2 separate regions of the Triticum aestivum genome follow, and region 2 is linked to region 1. The links are chromatin contacts, called in public Hi-C maps. All regions are on one chromosome and are shown on one strand. The core of a region is the stretch at or near the end of the contact, and the rest is flanking DNA. Distances in the headings are between cores, read along the strand shown. Region 1 has its middle 44 kb from the start of LOC123157450. Region 2 has its middle 42 kb from the start of LOC123159620.

Region 1 (5,959 bases), core at 3,400-5,899:
AGAAGGGGACAACTAGTACAAGTTATCCTGACTAAAGGTGGTCTTCGCCTACCAAAGGCTCTGGTGATGACGCCGTCTTGGGCTCCACGGTGACCTCCATCCTGCTGGTCTTGGTCTCGTTGCATCGATATGGAAACCTTTGCCTGATGCCTCGGTACCCCGCGCCTGCGCTTGCCCCCTTTGTACCAAAGAGGAAACTAGGACACTGCGCGGGCAGGCGCCCGGCTAGCGCCCGCCTGGCCTTGATCGTCATGGCTTGCGTCACGGTCACCTCGTGAGGTACCCCTTGCCTTGATCTCTCCGCCTCCTCATGAGCCTTCCTGGTGAGGCCACTCCTGAGGAGACCTTGTGTCGTCCGCCCCGCGAGGCTTGGCCCCTCGCGAGGGTCTTGAGTGCTTTGGTTGATGAAGATGGGCCACACTGGGCCCCCGATTGAGCCACGCCGCAGGCCGCATGCAGGCAAGTCTGGGGACCCCTGTTCCCAGGACGCCGACATCAAGAACTACAGCTCGGGTCATATCGATGTTGTGGTTCATGATGCACTCAATGCCTCGGTGAACTGCAGGTTTACCGGGTTTTATGGAGCGCCAAGAGCAGAGAATAGACACCATAGCTGGTGGTTCCTTCGTACTCTACACAACTTACCTCATTTAGAGTGGTTGTGTATGGGTGATTTCAATGAAACCCTTTATGGGCAAGAGCATTTCAGCAGGACAACTCGATCGGAGTGGCAAATGAGAGCTTTCCGTGATGTTGTCAGTGATTGTCCTTTCCAGGATTTAGGTTGGTCTGGGGTACCTTACACATGGGACAATCGACAATCCGGCAATGCAAATGTTAAGGCTCGGCTTAATCGAGCTTTCGCTAATGAGGAGTTCCGACAGAAGTACAAGCATGCCAAAGTGCGCCATGTGTACTCCTTAGAGCCTGACCACTGCTTTGTAGTGGTGGATCTTCGGCGCCATCCATCCAACAGACATGGTTCGAAACCCTTTCGCTAGGAGAACATCTGGCAATCTCATAGTGACTATGAGCAACTGGTTACTGAAACTTGGCGTGCACAAGTTAAGCAGCCGGGTCTACTCGGAATTATGAATTCTCTAGAAGCCCTACAACAAAAACTAGTGCCTTGAGGAGTTCGAGAATTTGGGTGCTTAACGAGGACCGTTTGCCAACTGCAAAAACAACTTGATGGGTTGCGGAGCCAGTCGGTTGGACGGGCCCCTTCAGATGAAGAAAAAGACACCATGTCAAAGCTCCGAGAGGCATTAAAATTGGAGGAGATATGGTTAAAGCAGCGATCACGTGTCCCTTAGATTTCTTGAATGGTGGTGAACTACCTGCGGGGCTCAACGACACTGCCATCACTTTAATCCCAAAGGTACGTCATCCACATAATATCTCGCAATATCGGCCCATTGCTTTGTGTCCAGTACTCTATAAGATTGCTGTTAAAGCCATCACCAATCGATTGAGGCCTTGCATGGATGAGGTTATTAGCGAGGAGCGAAGTGCTTTCTTCACAGGTCGTTTGATCACAGACAATGTTCTTGTTGCATTTGAAAGTGTACATACGATGAAGCGGCGGAAGAAAGGGAAAATTTTCTCATGTGCAATCAAGTTGGACATGATGAAAGCTTATGATCGAGTCGAGTGGCATTTTCTTGAAGCTATGCTCTTGAGGCTCGGATTTCCTGGCAGCTTGGTGAGATTGATCATGAAGTGTGTCACGTCTATACGTTTCTCGATGCGTGTTAACGGGGAGCTGCTGCCCTACTTTACCTCGTCGAGAGGGCTCCGGTAGGGTTGCCCAGTTTCGTCGTATCTTTTTCTGTTATGCGCCGAAGGTTTCTCTGCTCTGGTTAATTACTATGGAAACTTCATTGATCGTGGCATCAGAGTAAATCACAGAGCACCTTGGGTGAGTCATCTTCTGTTCGCGGATGATAGCTTGATTTTCATCAAGGCGAACCTTGAGAGTGCAACAAAATTGAATGACATTCTCAGGATCTATGGTGAGGCCTCCGACCAATGTGTGAACAGATCAAAAGGCTCTATATATTTCAGTCCCAACACACCGGCGACGCTCAAAGCAAGTCTGAAACAACTTCTGAATGTCCATTCTGAAGCTTTTTCAGAATGTTACCTTGGTCTACCTACTGCAATTGGAAGGATTTCTAGTGGCACTATTGAGCATATTGGAGATCGGGCCAAGGGCAAGATGCAAGGTTGGTCAGAACGGTTGTTTGCATGTGCCGGTAGAGAAACATTAATCAAGTCAATCGTTCAGGCCATTCCAACTTTCAGTATGTCATGTTTTCTGCTAACCAAAAAAGTGTGCAAAGGCTTGACCTCAAACATGGCAAAATTCTGGTTGGCAAGTTCTCTGGATAGAAGTGCCCTCCATTAGATTGTGTGGGACAAACTTGCTACACCAAAAATCAAAGGGGGGATGGGCTTCCGCGACCTCAGACAGTTCAACATTGCCCTTCTGGGGAAACATGGCTGGAGGTTCATGACAAAACCAGACTCACTTTGCACCAGAGTTATGAAGGGAAGGTACTTTCTTGATTGTAATTTTCTGCAGGCCACAATACCAAAGTCAGCTTCTGCTACTTGGAGGGCGATCGTTGCTGGTCGTCAAGCACTTAATACGGGCCTTGTTAAGAGAATTGGTGATGGCACTACCACCTCAGTGTGGGAGGAGCGATGGCAGCCGTCGACTGTATCAATGAAACCAATGCTCAGACCGCCAAACACGCCGATCACCATGGTGAGTGACCTGATTGACACTGATAACTGGTCTTGGAATCGGGACCTAGTCCGTGCTACATTTATCACACCCGATGCGGACGCAATCCTGAATATTCCCCTACACCACGGTGGCGGGGAGGACTTCTATGCTTGGGCACACGAGAGATCTGGCATTTATTCTGTTAAAACATCCTATCGAGCTCTAATGAATCAGAAAGAGCGTGTAGCTCTAGAAGAAGGGCAGATAGCGGGGCCATCAGCGAATGAACAACAGATTTGGAGTGCCATATGGAAGCTCAGAGTAGTTCCCAAGGTCAGGGTGTTCTGATGGAGATTTATTCGAGGAATCATTCCAGATGAGAAGACTCTAAACCACAGACACATAAAGGATACAAGATTATGTAAGCTTTGTCTCGTGATGGACGAGGATCTGATGCATGCTTTAGTGCACTGTTCTCATGCAAGAAGTTTTTGGGAAGAGGCCAGGCTACTCTTCGATATTTCCTTGCCACGGCTCGACCCCAGCACTTGGACACGCGACATACTCTGTGAAGAGCGCTTCTCAGAGAAGGACCGTGCCATTATTATCACGGTCATGTGGGCTATCTGGATGTCCCATAACAGGAGGACACATGATCAAGATATCATCGACTCAACTACTTCGGTTCGACGCATCCGGGAGGACCTGGCGTTGGTGGACATTCCCCGACAGAGCTTCATACCACTGACGGGCCACGGTTGGTGGCCCCCCGAGATGAACTACGTCAGGTGAATACAAATGTTGCAATCGAGCTTGATGCTGGCAATGCGGGTGCGGGTGGCGTCGCCCGCTCTTCATCGACTTTCCTGGGTGCATGGTGCAAACCCCACGTGGGGGTCACAGATCCTTTCATTTGTTTTCATGAGGGCGCCATCTTTGCCAAGCTACGAGGATACACACACGTGCAACTGGAAACTGACTGTCTAGAGGCAGTAAACCTCTGGAACTCTAGCTACACTGATCGTTCGGTAGTAGTACCGATTCTTTCTGAAATTAGAGAGCTCTGTGCTAGCTTTGTGTTTTTTGATATTTCTCATGTAAGTAGAGCTGCCAACGGTCCTGCGCATCTGTGTGCTAAGCATGCATGTACGCTTAACATGACCGAAAGCTGGCTAGACTCCACTCCTAGCTTCCTGGTAAGGAGCCTCTTGGCTGACTGTCCAACGAATGCCTTTATTCAATAAAGCTCTCTAAAGTTCCCCGCAAAAAATAGCTAGTGCCTACGCCCAGACGGCGAGCCATTTTTTTTTCTTTTTTCCCCTTTTTATTTGAGGCCTACTTCCTTCGTCTGAGTTTATTAGACCCCTTTTATATTTTATGAATAATTTTAACCATTCATGTGACTAACAAAATAAAAAGTATGTTGTTCGATTTTTAGTCGAAAAAGATTTCTAATAATATAATTTTGTGACATAGTAGTATAGTTTACATTTACAAGTTAAATTTATGATCAAATGTTAGCACAAAATAAGAGGGACACTTATACATCTAGACGAAGAGAATACATGACATTTGCTACCCCGTAGGATAAGGGAGACCGGAGAAGGATGAAGGCGTAACGTCTGGATTTATTGCCCCCTCTCATATTTAGTGTTAAACTTTGATTAAAAAAATACAAACTAATGAGATGTAAACTATATGTCATAAAAATTACATGGTAGGAAACCTCTTTCTAATACAAATCAAATAATGTATTTTTTTTTGTACCATACAAATCATGTTTTGTTAGCTATGTACATATGGTAATAGTTTAATCCATAATACTAGGGTCCAAATAAATCGAGACGGAGGAAGTACCGTATTGCCCCGACGATCCACGTGAGAGCTATATCTCGCTTAGTGCGAGAATAGCTTCTATCTCGCTGAAAGTTCCCGTGCTATCTACTGTAAAGGGTCGACCCTTTTTTGCGTGGTCTCTGGCTCACTCACTCGGCCGTGCTCATCCGCTCGGCCTAGCTAGTGCCTACGCCCAGACGACGAGCCATTTTTCTTTCTTTTTTTCCCTTTTTATTTGAGGCCTACTTCCTCCGTCTGAGTTTATTAGACCCCTTTTATATTTTATGAATACTTTTAACCATTCATGTGACTAACAAAATAAAAAGTATGTTGCTCGATTTTTAGTCGAGAAAGATTTCTAATAATATAACTTTGTGACATAGTAGTATAGTTTACATTTACAAGTTAAATTTATGATCAAATGCTAACACAAAATAAGAGGGGCACTAATAAATCCAGACAAAGAGAGTACAGGACATTTGCTACCCCGTAGGATAAGGGAGATCGGAGAAGGATGAAGGCGTAGTACATCCTCCGTCTGGATTTATTGGCCCCCTCTCATATTTAGCGTTAAACTTTGATAAAAAAATACAAACTAAAGAGATGTAAACTATATGTCATAAAAATTACATGGTAGGAAACCTCTTTCTAATACAAATCAAATAATGTATTATTTTTGTACCATACAAATCTTATTTTGTTAGTTATATACATATGGTCATAGTTTAATCCATAATACTAGGGTCCAAATAAATCCAGACGGAGGAAGTACCATATTGCCCCGACGTTCGACACGAGAGCTATATCTCGCTTAGTGCGAGACTAGCTTCTATCTCGCTGAAAGTTCCCGTGCTATCTACTGCAAAGGGTTGCCCCTTTTCTGCGCGCTCACTGGCTCACTCACTCGGCCGTGCTCATTCGCTCGGTGCATTTTGCTTGTGTTTTCTTTTCGTTTTTTGTTCTTTTTAGCTTTTTTCTTTATTTTTTCCTTCTCCTGTTTTCTAATATTTTTAATTTCCTTTATTTTTCATCGGTTTTCTTTGTTTTATTCATGGTTTCTTTGGTTTTTGTGTTTTCTTTGCTTTTTCATTTGTTTTCTTTATTTCTTATCAGTTTTCACCGGTTTTTCTATGTTTTCATTTCTTTCTTTCTCGATTTTCATTGTGCTTTTGCCTTCCTTCCTTTCTTTTCTTGGGTTTCATTATTTTTCTTTGTCTTATTTGTATCTTTCTTGGTTTTGATTGTTTGTTTGTTTCTTGGTTTTCATCGTTTTTCTTTTGTTTCTTACTTGGTTTTCTCGGTTTTATTCTTTTGCATTGTCTTCTTTGGTTTTTCATTCTTTTGTTTTTCTTTTCTTTGTTTTTCTATTTGGTTTTCCTCCTTTTCCTT
Region 2 (5,959 bases), core at 2,121-4,620, 210 kb before region 1:
CCGCGACGGCGAAGTTATATCATGTACCCGACGTTGTTTCTGCAGAAGCTGCGGCCCTATTGGAGGGACTGAAGGTGGCGACAAAATTGGGATGCAATAATATCCTAGTTCGTATGGACAATGTTACGGTAGTTGAAGCTCTCAAGGAAGATGAAGGCTACTCAATGGTGGCAGCACCGGTTTTATCTGCATGTCGTAGTGAGTTTGATAGTTTCGGGAAGGCTTTTATCGAATATTGTAATAGAGAATCTAATGTAGTCGCTCATGTGTTAGCTGAGTGGGGCCGGGAGAATCACCCCTCAGAGTGGTTCGACTCTCGCCCGGGATTCATCGTGAAATATTTAGCGGATGATGTAAGTGTAATTTGAGTTTAATAAAGCTAGCCATGATGGTCTTCCCCTTAAAAAAACAAGGAAGGAGGGAGTCCTACTCCCGGTGGGAGTAGGACTCCCCTTGGCGCGCCCCTCCTAGGCCGGCCGCCCCCTCCCCCCTTGCTCCTTTATATACAGGGGCAGGGGGCACCTCTAGGCAAAAAACAACAATTAATCCCTTGGATCTCTTAGCCGTGTGCGGTGCCCCCCTTCACTATAGTCCACCTCGATAATATCGTAGCGGTGCTTAGGCGAAGCCCTGCAACGGTAGAACATCAAGATCGTCACCACGCCGTCGTGCCGACGGAACTCTCCCTCGACACTTTGCTGGATCGGAGTCCGGAGATCATCATCGAGTTGAACGTGTGCTAGAATTCGGAGGTGCCGTAGTTTCGGTGCTTGATCGGTCGGGCCGTGAAGACGTACGACTACATCAACCGCGTTGTTATAACGCTTCCGCTATCGGTCTACGAGGGTACGTGGACAACAATCTCCCCTCTCGTTGCTATGCATCACCATGATCTTGCTTGTGCGTAGGAAAATTTTGAAATTACTACGTTCCCCAACAGCGAGGCCGCCGGGTCGGGGCGATACAGCTTTCCCGATTGGAGCTGGGCGGTGATGGCCGACGCAGAGCGAAGGGCGGACCAACGCGCGGATGGCGGCTAGCCCTGACGGGCCGCCTTGGCGCGCGTGGCCGCCGTGTCGGAGGAGACGCCGGCTGGTCGCGCCGGAGTTGGAGTAGAGGCGCATGGGGGTCGATGGCGGCGGCGGGTGACGCAAACCGATCAAGATTATATCGGAAAACCAAAAAGAAAAACGCCGATCAAAATGACGGCGAGAGAGAGAAAACCCGGATCAAAAGATCGGAAAAAGATTCATTAGGGCAGCCGGTCAACATGACCGGCGGACGAACCATAGGTACGGGCGGCGCGGCCCCCGGCGGCGGTCATGGAGGCCGACCGCCCCGGGGACGGCGTGCGGGTGCGGTCGTGGCGGCGGCTAGGTTTTAGAACCCGGAAACTGATACCATGTTAGAAGGGAGAGAGAGGTTTGATGGAATAGTTCATTGTATTGCTTGAGCCTCGTGGGCATATAAATAGAGTACAAAGACCAACTTGAAATACAAGACAAGGCAAGACCGAACCCTAGTCTATCCTATAATTCCTAATAATCCTCGTACTCAACAAAAACTAGTGCTTCACAACGAACCACATTTGTGCTTTCCTTTAAACTAGTGCTTCACTGTGATAGCTACATTGTACACTCGAGTCGCGTGCCATCCAAGATTCAATCCTCCCTAATGTTTCTCATGTGTACGAAAAATGTATATAAAAATATATAATTATGTGAAAAAAGTTGTGTGTATTAAAAATATGTAGACCTGGTATTTAAAACATGTTACTCAAGCATTTGAAAAATGTCAAATCTGTATAGGAAAAATATTGACCATGTATTAAAAAATGTTAATATTGTAATTGAAATTTGTTATTCAATTATTTGAAAAATGTTAAGTGTTTGTTAAAAAAATGCTGACCATGTACTCCATAAATATTAATCTTGTATTTGACAAGTATTAGACGTGTATTATAAACATATGTTGGATATATATGGAAAATGTATATAAAAAAAAGGAAAATCCGAGAGAAAACAAAAGAAACCCAATAAAAACGAGAGGAAAAAACTAAAGAAAAATGAAAGAGAAGGAAGAAAAACTAGTGAAAAAGGAAAAGGAAACAAATAAAACCAAAGAAAACAGAAAACCAGTAAATATAGAGAAAAGAAACAAATAAAAATTGGTGAAAACCCGACTCTGTTTCTTTAACAAGTCCGTGACCTACTAATGAACACAAACCAGATGGTGGCCGAGTGGCTAGCAGTGCAATGCTGCAGCTAGGAGATCGCTGAATAGATTCCCACGGGCCAGCAATTGTAGTGGCTTCAGCGAGACTAAAGGAAGACTTGCTATAAGCGCGATATAGACTTTTCCGGTCCGATGCACTAGGCTCGCCTAAACGCATGTGTCCAGTTGCATGCTGGGCCTGGCCCTTCTATGAAGAGGTGCAGGCGAATAGGATTCGCCGTCGAGGGAGCTCCTAATCGGCGCCTTCTGCGCCGGTTAGGAGTTGTAGCGCCTACTAGGTTTCTTTGTGGGCTGATTCTATGAAGCCCAATTAGAGTTCGCTAGACTATTTCAATCTCTCGCTCCTGAAGTTGATCGCTATGTTTTCTTACGGGAACGCGATTGTTTCTTTTGATGGGAATGCCAGACCGCTACAGAAAGGGAACAAAAAATATTATCAGGCGAACAACTTTTAAAAACGTTTGAACAAAATTTGTATTTGATGAACTAAATTTGAAAAAGTTCATCCAATTCAAAAAAGTTGATCGATTTTGGGAAAAAGTTCATAAAATTTGGTAAAAAGTTCATCCAATTTGGGAAAAAGTTCATCGAATTAAAAAAAAGTTCATCGAATTCGAAAAAAGTTCATCAATTTTGGGAAAAAGTTCACCGAATTCTAAAAAAGTTCGTCGATTTTGGGAAAAGTTCATCGAATTCGAAAAAAGTTCATCGAATTTAAAAAAAGTTCATCATACTTGAAAACAGTTCACTGATTTTGAATAAGAAGTTCATTGAATTTGAAAAAAGTTCACGCACTTGATAGAGAAGCAAAAATAATATAGTTAAAATAAAAAAGATTAAAGAGTGGAGCAGATATAATTGAGCGCATGATGTCTGGCCGGTGGTGTGGTCACCGCAGTGAAAGAACAACCATGAGGGTGCTGGTTCGAATCCTAGTTCTTGCACCCTCTTTTTTGTTCTTATACAACAAAATGAAAGGTGGAGATGGGCCGAGCCCAACAACCCGCGCTCTGCAGGCGCCCTTTTGCATACGGGCGCATATGCGCCGAATAGGATTCGCCGTCGAGACATAGACGTCCCCACGAGAGCTCCTTCTCCACGCAAGGCCGGGACCTCCTATATGGCGCACGAGGCGCCCTCTAGCGCCGTAGCGCGCACCCGTGCGCGCCCTGTTGGGCCGGCTCATGCGTGGGGCGGCGCGCCTCCTTTTTTTGTTTTCATTTTTCCTTTATTATTTTCTGTTTTTCATTCTATAAGAAATCATCCGGGATTGGTTTTTCAAAATTTAAAAACATTGCAAACTGTGAGTTGTCATAAACTAGTTCTTGAGTTCAAAAAGCGATTCAAAAGAACGAACATTTTCGAATTTTAATGAACATTCTTTATTTTGATGAACATTTTTTACGAGCATTTTATAATTATGATCATTTTCTATATTTCATTAACAAATTTGAATTTCGTGAACATTTTTTAACTTTATGAACGAAATTCACATTCAAGAACATTTTTTAAAAATGGATGAACATTTCAGAAATTGATGGACAATTTTGGAATTTAATGAATATGTTGAAAATATTGATCAAATTTCGAATTTCATGAACATTTTTTAGTATGATGAACAAATTTCGAATTTGATGAACATTTTTTAAATCTCGACAAGCAATAAAATGAAATGAACATGTTTTTGACATCGATGAACATTTTTTTGAATTAAAGAAATAAAATATTATTCGCAAATTTGAAAATAAAAAACGCAAGAAAAACTGAAAATTTAAACAAGAAAAAATTAAACGGGATACAGGAAAAAGGAAAGGAAAAAGAAAAAAGGAAAAGGAAAAACTGTAAAAGAAAAAGAAGGAAAAACGAAAGAAAAATAAAGCGAAAATGGGCTGGACTATAGAGACCCAGCGTGCATGGTGGTGTGCACGCTTCGGCGCTAGGGGCTTACTATTCGACATATAGGATCCCGCTGCAAGGTAGGGGGATAGTGAGCAATCCCGTACCCCCACGCACGTGCTGTTTCTAGTTTTTTTTATTTTTATTTTAGGGTTTTTGCTTCTTAAAAAATTTGTGGCATTTAAAAACAGTTCTGAATTTGAAAATAATGTTTGATGTTTTATAATCATGAATTCGCAAAATATTCCCAAATTGCAAAAAATGTTTTAAATTAAAAAAGGTTCATGATCTCAAAAAATGAGCACGAATTTTGAAAAATGTACACAATTTTTTTAAATGTACTTGATCTAAAATATGTGCATGAATTAAGAAAATCATTTCAGAAAATGTTTGCGAATTTATAAATTATATTCACGAATTCAAAAAATGTGCACGATTGGAACAAGGATTTGTGAAAATGTCCACGAATTCTAAAAATGAGTATGATTTCAAAAATATTCACAAATTCAAACAATATTCGTGGCTTCATAAAATTGTCATAATTAAAAAAAATTGTTCATGAATCCGTAAGATGTTGATGATTTCAAAAATTGTTCAACAATTTGAAAGATGGTCACGAAATAAAAGTAAAAAAATAAAATTTAAAATTATAAGGGAAATAAAAAATAAAATGAAAAAATTGAAAATAAAACAGGGAACAAACAAATTGAAAGGACACCAAAAAAAAAAACTGCGTACGACGCTGGGTGGGTAGCGTGCAATTGGATCGGCCTGATTTTTTTTTGAGACATAACCGCATAGCCCTGATGTTAAGGTTTGCCCGCTCCCACGGTCACTAGCCCAGCCTGATGTGGTTCAATTCTGCAATGCTCAGTCGTTGGGGCTTCCTACCAGGTCCAACCAAAACATTTTATTTTGTGATGAGAAACAAAAGCATTCCCTAATCTGAAGTTGAAAAAAGAAACTGTAGTCCGGAAACAAAAGGAAAAGTTCCAAGAAGCGGACCGTCGTCCTTCCTGCACTGCCAAAGCTATAATCAGGATCTCAGGGATACGGATTCAATGTACGAGGGCCTAGTTAGCTTTGCACCGACCAGCGTAGGTCACAATCCGAGATCGACGTCCATCACTATGATATGCATGCCTGGCGCGGAAAAAGAAGGCTCGCATCGTGGTGGTCTTTTGATCTCAGACTGCGTGGCACGAGTCTGAACCAATGTTGGTGCAGTGCCACAAGATTCTACTAAGTTGATAGCCAAATAAAGTGCAGCGATGCATGGATGTTCAATGTATGTAGAACCACCACGTTTTCCTACACTGAAACGTCCGCGTTTGATGCCGACTATACCGTCGTGGTCACCGTGAACTGCAATCCAGAATGTTTCAGCTACCTGCGTCTAGTGCGCGACATGCTTGAACCAAAGGAATGGGCAGCTGAGAAAGAGCAACCGAGGTAGCAGACCACCAAAAGTGTGTAACTAAATGCAACCGAAGATAAGGCAGGAATTTGTTTAGGTTTAGTCAAAAGCTAGCTCTTAATTTGCGCCTAAATTGAGCCCACATGTCTCCTGATCTCTGAACATCCTCCATGAAGCTCCATCAAACTGCAGCACTTGTTAGAATTAGTTCTTGTATAGGGATAGAATTCTCTTTGAATTGTAAACCTATTCTATCTCTTCTTCTGTTTCAACCTCTCCCGAATATCTCTCTGTAACCGATCGATCTAGCCTCGATCTAATCTTGTAAGCCACGACACAAGTTCTATATAATGCAATGCGGCCCGAGCAAAGGGTTCAACGCTTCCCATATCGTTTTACATGGTAACAGAG

What was found. Hi-C and Micro-C count contacts between places; a contact is called where the count stands out from the background.
Region 2: a contact with region 1 is called in a Hi-C map of leaf, with 9 times the contacts expected there. The contact joins two enhancer-like sites. A contact is called at or near these places in 4 of 5 Hi-C or Micro-C datasets (leaf and an unstated tissue).

What each region holds. Positions count from the first base shown.
Region 1 is chr7B:205,057,186-205,063,144 of IWGSC CS RefSeq v2.1, reverse strand. No RefSeq gene overlaps it. Among protein-coding and RNA genes, the nearest start is that of LOC123157450, 44 kb to the left of the region's middle. Within about 2 kb of position 4,649, at least 1 of the 8 cell types and tissues checked has an H3K27ac peak or open chromatin away from gene starts, as enhancers often do.
Region 2 is chr7B:205,264,507-205,270,465 of IWGSC CS RefSeq v2.1, reverse strand. No RefSeq gene overlaps it. Among protein-coding and RNA genes, the nearest start is that of LOC123159620, 42 kb to the left of the region's middle. Within about 2 kb of position 3,370, at least 3 of the 8 cell types and tissues checked have an H3K27ac peak or open chromatin away from gene starts, as enhancers often do.